Linked DNA regions of Mus musculus: region 1 is linked to region 2. The links are chromatin contacts, called in public promoter capture Hi-C maps. All regions are on one chromosome and are shown on one strand. Each heading gives the region's core, a stretch centred on a gene start, on an enhancer-like site or on the middle of the called end of the contact. The rest is flanking DNA. Distances are from core to core; before and after follow the strand shown.

Region 1 (3,365 bases), core at 270-2,769, 600 kb before region 2:
GTGAGAGAAGATGTGCCTAACTCTTGGGAGATGTGAGGCCCTATGGAGTGGGGAGGCCTGGCGGGTGGGGAGTGAGGCTGGGTGTGGGTGTGGGGGGTAGAGGACATCCTCTTGGAGACGGGGGAGGAAGAATGGGATAAGGAACTGTGGGAAGGTGGAAAAAAAACCCCGAAAAATAAAAGAAAAAAATTAAAAACATTTCTTCATATCTTATCTATTTAGTTGCTGCTTCTTTTTCTTTTCTTTGAGGTAGGGCCTCACTCCGGAGCTAAGGGTTTCTTGGAACTAACAGCGCTCTTCCTGCCTCAGCCTTTTAAGTGCTGAGATTACAGGCAAGAAACACCAAGTCTGGTTTAAAAAAGGAAAATTATAGGCGATTTCACTCATTAATATGAATTCCAAAACATATCTTTAAAGTATTAATTTAGTAGAGTAAAGCCAGGTATGAAGGAGGCAGGTGCCTGTAATACCAACACTTGAGAGAGAAGGCAGGAGGATTTGGAGCTGGCTAAACAATGCATTCAAGGCCAGCCTGGGCTACATGAGATCATTCTAAAAACAGTATATGCTGTGTGCAGGGAATGGAAAGATGGCTTATCTGTTAAATGTATGTTCTGCTGTTACAGAGGACCCAGTACCCATTTCAGGAGGCTCACATTAATCTAGAATTCTAGCTCCAGGGTGTCTGATGCCCTCTTCCAGCCTGGGAAGGCACCCCCACCCCATCCCTGCAATACAACACACATAATTTTTACAATATGCAAAAAATGCAAGCTTCATCCTAAATGGGGAAAAACAACCTCAGAAGCAGTCCTTCAAGGTCGGGGAAGGTGCCTGCGAAAGCTCGAGCTGCTGTTTCTAGTTAATATATTGAAGACTCTAGCTAGGACATCAGGACAAAGAAAAAGGATATTAGGGTCAAAATATTGATAAAGAAGACATGAAAATTCCATTTTCTGAGAACAACACGTGCAAACAAGGGTTGCTGCTAAGTCACTATAGATATTACAGTGTTTATAGATATCAGACAATCAAAGACAGTCTTCTCTCCTCAGCAGCAGCCAGAAAACACGATGGGAATAAAGAAACAGTACAGGCTCAACTGAGAACTTCAAGTCCTTGGGACTGGATAAATCTATAAAGAAGTCTTCAAGATTTCTGCTTCAGAAACTATAAAGAGGACAGTTCTCCCAAAACGAATCTTCAAACTTAATGTGATTTAAAATAATATCTCAACAGAGTTAGCACAGAACTTGTCAGATGCCATTAAAATATATATGGGAAAGTACAAGGCCAGACATGGTGGTGCATGCCTGTAATCTCAGCATCTGGGAGGTTAAGACAGGAAGACTGCTGTGAATCTAAGCCTAGCCTGGGCTACATAGAGAGTTCCGGGAGGGCTGGAACAACAGACAAACAAACAAACATCATCGAAGTGGAGGGCTAGGGCTCACCAGGGTGTTTCAGCAACTGGACTAAAGAAAGGGAAGCAGATCCCGAGAAAGGGAAGCAGAACTCGAGAAAGACCAAAGGAGGAGAGACCCACAGGGTCACAGAGTTCATCGACAAGTTCTGTAAGGAACTTCTCCTCTCAGCTGACCAATCAGCAGACTTCTGGGTTAGATACCAGAACATTTCCCTTTATACCATGGAGATACTAATTTTGATCTGAAGAATCAAGTTGGGGAAGGAAAAGAATAGGTCAGAAAGGTTATCCTTTACCCACAATTCAGAGTGTGCAAACCTCCGATGAACTCGACCTGTGGATTCTGTCTGTGGTTTACGGGTCAGGTATAGTTCAGACTTAAAGACAATTCATTCTTTCTTTCTTTCTTTCTTTCTTTCTTTCTTTCTTTCTTTCTTTCTTTCTTTCTCTCTCTCTCTCTCTCTCTCTCTCTCTCTCTCTCTTTCTTTTTTTCGACTGAACTAATACTTTATTGAATTTTTCCTTTTCCCCCCCTTTTTTAAAAAAAATAAATATTTTATCTTGGCATTTTATTTTTATTGAATATTCTATTTATTTACATTTCAAGTGTTATTCCCTTTCCCTAGAAGTCCCCACCCCATCGCCCCTTCTTCTGCTTCTATGAGAGTGTGCCTCCACCCACCCTCCCACCCACTCCTGCCTCCCCACCCTCAAATTCCCCTACACTGGGGTATCGAGCCTTCACAGGACCAAGGGCCTCTTCTCCCATTGATGCCCCACAAGGCCATTCTCCGCTACATATAAGCTGGAGCCATGAGTCCCTCCATGTGTACTCCTGGAGCTCTGGGGGCAGGGTCTGGTTGGTTGATATCTTTCTTCCTATGGGGTTGCAAACCCCTTCAGCTCCTTCAGTCCTTTCTCTAACTCTTCCATTGGGCACCCCATAGTCAGTTCAATGGTTGGCTGAGAGCATTAGGTTCTGGCAGAGTCTCCCAGGAGATAGCTATACGAAGCTCCTGTCACCAGACACTTCTTGGCATCCACAATAGTGTCTGCATTTGGTAACCATATATGGGATGGATCCCCAGGTGGGGCAGTCTCTGGATGGTTTTTCCTTCAGTCTCTGCTCTACACTTTGTCTCCATATTCGCTCCTGTGAGTATTTTGTTACCCCTTCTAATGACCAAAGCATCCACACTTTGGTCTTCCTTCTTATTGAGCTTCATGTAGTCTATGAATTATACCTTGGGTATTCTGAGTTTTTAGGCTAATGTCCAGTTATCAATGAGTGCATACCATGTGTGTTCTTTTGTGACTGGGTTACTTCACTTAGAATGATATTTTCAACTTCCATCCATTTGCCTAAGAATTTCATGAAGTCATTGTTTTTAATAGCTGAGTAGTACTCCGTTGTATAAATGTATCACATTTTCTGTATCCATTCTTCTGTTGAGGGACAATTGGGTTCTTTCCAGCTTCTGGCTATTATAAACAAGCCTGCTATGAACGTAGTGCAACATGTGTCCTTGTTATATGTTGGAGCATCTTTTGGGTGTATGCCCAGGAGTGGTATAGCTGGATCCTCAGGTAGTACTATGTCCAATTTTCTGAGGAACCACCAGACTGATTTCCAGAGTGGTTGTACCATCTTACAATCCCACCAGTAATGGAGAAGTTCCTCTTTCTCCACATCCTCACCAGCATCTGCTGTCATCTTAGTTTTTGATCTTAGCCATTCTGCTGGTGTGAGGTGGAATCTCAGGAAAATCAATCATTTTGATTTACATTTCCCTGATGACTAAGGATGGTGAACATTTCTTTAGGTGCTTCTTGACCATTAGAGTTTCCTCAGTTGAGAATTCTTTGTTTAGTTCTGTTCCCATTTTTAATAGAGTTATTTGATTGTATGGAATCTAATTTCTTGAGTTCTTTGTATACA
Region 2 (3,470 bases), core at 266-2,765:
ACAAACAAACAAACAACAAAAAGAGGGCTGAATCTTAGAAAGTAGACACAGAAAAAGTGAAGGAAGACTTGAATCTGAGTACTCGGGCTTTACCAGGTCACCTGACATGATGTCATGTACCTTGGGAATGTCGTTTCTTTGGCTATAAAGTAAAGGAATTGGACCACAGCAAGGGTAAAGTCCAAGACTGCCCACTGTCCAGCCTGTGGGTCTTCTAGAGGCTAGGATCCATCCTGGGTCCTAGGGGAAGCAGCAGAAAAAGACCTGACGGCTCAGAAGGGAGATCAGGAAAAGGAAATCCGCTGGGATTTCAATAACCAGAAAGACTTCCCTCACACGAGGACCCTAAAGCCACAAGGGTGGCTGTGGAGAGATCTAGATTTCTGGAAGCTGCCTGCACCAGCTCCCATAGCCAGCAGAGGTTAGACAAGGAGCCTTTGTGTCTGCTCAAAGGCCCCAGGAGGCTGCAGAGAGGCTCAGCCACCCAGCTCTGTGTATTCACCCTTCTCACTCTGGACAGGGCTGCAGATCGGACCCTTTCTGGACCCCTCCAGGGGCTGCGAATGGGACTTTAGTCAGCGGATACACAACTAACAAAGTCTACAGCCCTTGGGCAGAGAGCAAACTCCTCACCATAGGAAAAGGCTTGTTCTGAACTTGTCCGTTTATTTGGCCACCCCAAGACTCCCTGGATGGACACGAAAAGTAGGATCATGGAAGGACTGGCTTCATTTCGCAGAAAATGTGTCTTACAGTGCTAAAGGTGGCCTAGAACTTATACTAACAGATGCCTGAGTCAGAAATGGGAGGGGGCAGACACCCTCTCATTCATCCACCCCTTCACAGGACAGCAGTGAGGTGGCTGGTGTGGTCCTTGCCTTTTTGAGCTCAAACTAGGACAGGAATGGGGTTTGTGACTACAGAAAGTCTTCAGAGCAGGCCAGAGAGAAGAATTGAGGCAGTTCAAGATGAGAGATCAAACTAAACCAGGACTTCATGGACCCGTTAGTGACCTGAACGAAGAGCAAAAGCAGACGGAGGTGGTGAAGCCGGCAAAGATTTCTGCTGGTACCAGCAGTCTGAAAGCACATCCATCTGTCCATCCGTAAGTGACGCGGGATGGGGCAGCAGCGGAGGGAAGGCTGAGGGTCAGTATAAAGGTCCATCGGTGGGCAGTGACAGGAGCCAGGCCAGCACAAAGCAAACCTTGTAAAACTTGGGCGTCGCTGAAAATCGGTGAGCTAAGCAGGTGACCTCTGCTCAGCCAGGACGGTCGCCTTCCGCCTCTCCTTGCTCAACAGCCGTGGCGGACACGCTGACCGGCGGCGACACTGACCGACCGCGTCCCCAAGCGGGTGGCAGACTGGAAGCATCTGTTTAGAAGGGTTGGGGGCGGCTCCGGCGTCTGCCCAGAGTCTGCCCCGCCCTCCTGCTCACAGCCAGGCTATGGGGTGCGGAGCGGGGCGGAGTAGGGCGGGGACCGCGGCGCTTCCAGGCACGTGGGACCCTGCGCCACTCGGCATGGGACTCGGGCACCAGGAACAGCGGCGGCAGCCCTTGGAGGGGACCAGCGCAGCGGGGAGGTGAGAGGTGCTTCCTAGAGGGGAGCGGACACCAAGAGAGGTCGCCAAGTGAGGCCTGGGGACGGGAGCGCCGGTCGAGTCAGCGCCAAACAGGGAGAGCCCATTACGTGACTGTCCCGAGGGCTCGGGCTCCCAGCCCTTGTACTGCGCAAAACTGGGCGGTGAGAGCCGGCTGCCGGTGCGCTGATGAACTTTGTTTCCTCTAGAGCGTGATCTCGGTGAGTGTCATCTTGGTGTGTTTACCAGCATACTGGGGGAATCTGTGTGTTAGTGGGCAAATGCGCACACCCTTAGGGTGTGAGTGACTGAACTTAGTCTGTGTGTACCCCTGGGGCGTAAGTCTGTGGGCTAAGAGACCTGGGAATCCTGGAGACTTCTTGCGCTTGGACTCTTAACTCTCCCCAGAGTCAGTCTGGGTAGCTCACTCGGTGTCAGTGAGGTGTCAGTGAGGAACCGGAGGCAGTGGCAGCAGCGGCGGGGTTGTGGGGTTGGGAGTGGGGGGTGCGGTGGGGTGGGAATGTGGGTTGCTAGTGCAATTTCATATAAGGACAGTTAAGACTTTGATCTGTCTGGAAACTTTTAATCGGGCAGGTGGTGCTGTATGAAGGGTCAGGCAGAAGAAAGACAGTGTTCACCTCACTAGGGCTACAGTGTGTGTGTGTGTGTGTGTGTGTGTGTGTGTGTGTGTGTGTGTGTTACTGATCTCCAGGAGCTAGACCCAAGTGTAGATCCTTCTGGGAACTAGCCTTTCCAGTTTGGAGATTTATAGGGCTAGGTGACTGCTGTGCTCAGAATGGCATCCCTAGAGTCCCTGGGTCAGCAGCCTTGTTTTGGATCAAGTTTGGAATAGTGGCTTTTGAAGATCAGGCTGGGGCGGCAGGGAAGTGGCAATTATCTGTGGGTGGGAGTGGGAGGAAGGAGAGTCTCTGAACAGACTCTACACTGCTGCCAGTGTGGGTCCTGCATGAGGGCTGGGGACAAGCCCTGCTGCGGAGGTCTGCCCCTCTCCTTTTCCATGCTTTGGATACTCCAGAGTTTTGAGGACATGGGCAGGTTGGCATACTGGGTAATCCTCAGAAATGGCTGCCCAGATGCAGAGTGAGGTTGTGGCCTTTCCGGGATCCCTTTTGCCCACCTACCCCAGGCACCAGATGAGCATGTGAGGATGTCACCAAGGCCTCATGGGTGACACCAGGAGTTCTTTAATTTCCTGGCTGTAGTCTTTCTTCTTAATGAGAAGTGCTTATGCTACTATTGGAATGTTGTTGAACTGTTACTTGTTACAGTTTATAAGAATCCCTCATCTTTTCCTCCTAAAGGCCCCATGAGAAAGGAACTATTGCCTTTATTTTGTAGATCAGAAAATAGAGGCTTGGAGAATGTCTTCTCTAAGGTCACAAAGCTACATAAATAAAACCTGGGACTCCGCTTACCTGCCCCAGCTGAGGCCTCCCTGCCCAGGGCCAAAGTTTCAGGATGAGGCAGTGCTACTTATTTCTAGGCTGAGGGGAGTTTGATTTCTCCAGTGTCTCACTCTGTGTCCTGGATGTCAGTCTATGGACCAGGCTGACCCCCAACTCGCGGAGACCTGTCCATAGCCTAACTCTGGAACTCTAGGATTAAAGGCAAGCACCACCATGCCTGGCTGCCCCCAGGAGCCTTTCTTTGGGTCTTTCTTGTGGCCTAATTGCCCAGCTGTTTATGGGATGACCACCATTATCCCCAGGTCTGCTCACAGGACCAGGAAGATCTTGCTGACCTGCTAACTAAGAAGTGCCCTCTGATGCATCTCTTCTCTCTCCTAACTGCCTTCCCTGAGCCTGTCTGTGCACCCTTTAACCTATAGTTTCCTCCTGAGATGCCTTTGGGTCCCTAAGCCATCAGAAG

Evidence for each region. Promoter capture Hi-C pulls out the DNA fragments that hold promoters and counts their contacts.
Region 1: a promoter capture Hi-C map of liver shows a contact between it and region 2, with 2.5 times the contacts expected there. The contact joins the enhancer-like site here to the promoter of P2ry2 in region 2. A contact is called at or near these places in 4 of 39 promoter capture datasets (embryonic stem cells, hippocampal neurons, liver and 1 more) and 1 of 9 other capture datasets (adipose tissue).

What each region holds. Positions count from the first base shown.
Region 1 is chr7:101,606,230-101,609,594 of GRCm38.p6, reverse strand. No RefSeq gene overlaps it. Among named protein-coding and RNA genes, the nearest start is that of Art2b, 27 kb to the right of the region's middle. Within about 2 kb of position 1,519, at least 17 of the 459 cell types and tissues checked have an H3K27ac peak or open chromatin away from gene starts, as enhancers often do. A contact at or near this core is called in adipose tissue and liver, where this site is marked.
Region 2 is chr7:101,010,043-101,013,512 of GRCm38.p6, reverse strand. It overlaps P2ry2 (purinergic receptor P2Y, G-protein coupled 2), which reads left to right and starts at 1,515. Exons shown (of 3, transcript NM_008773.4): 1 at 1,515-1,801.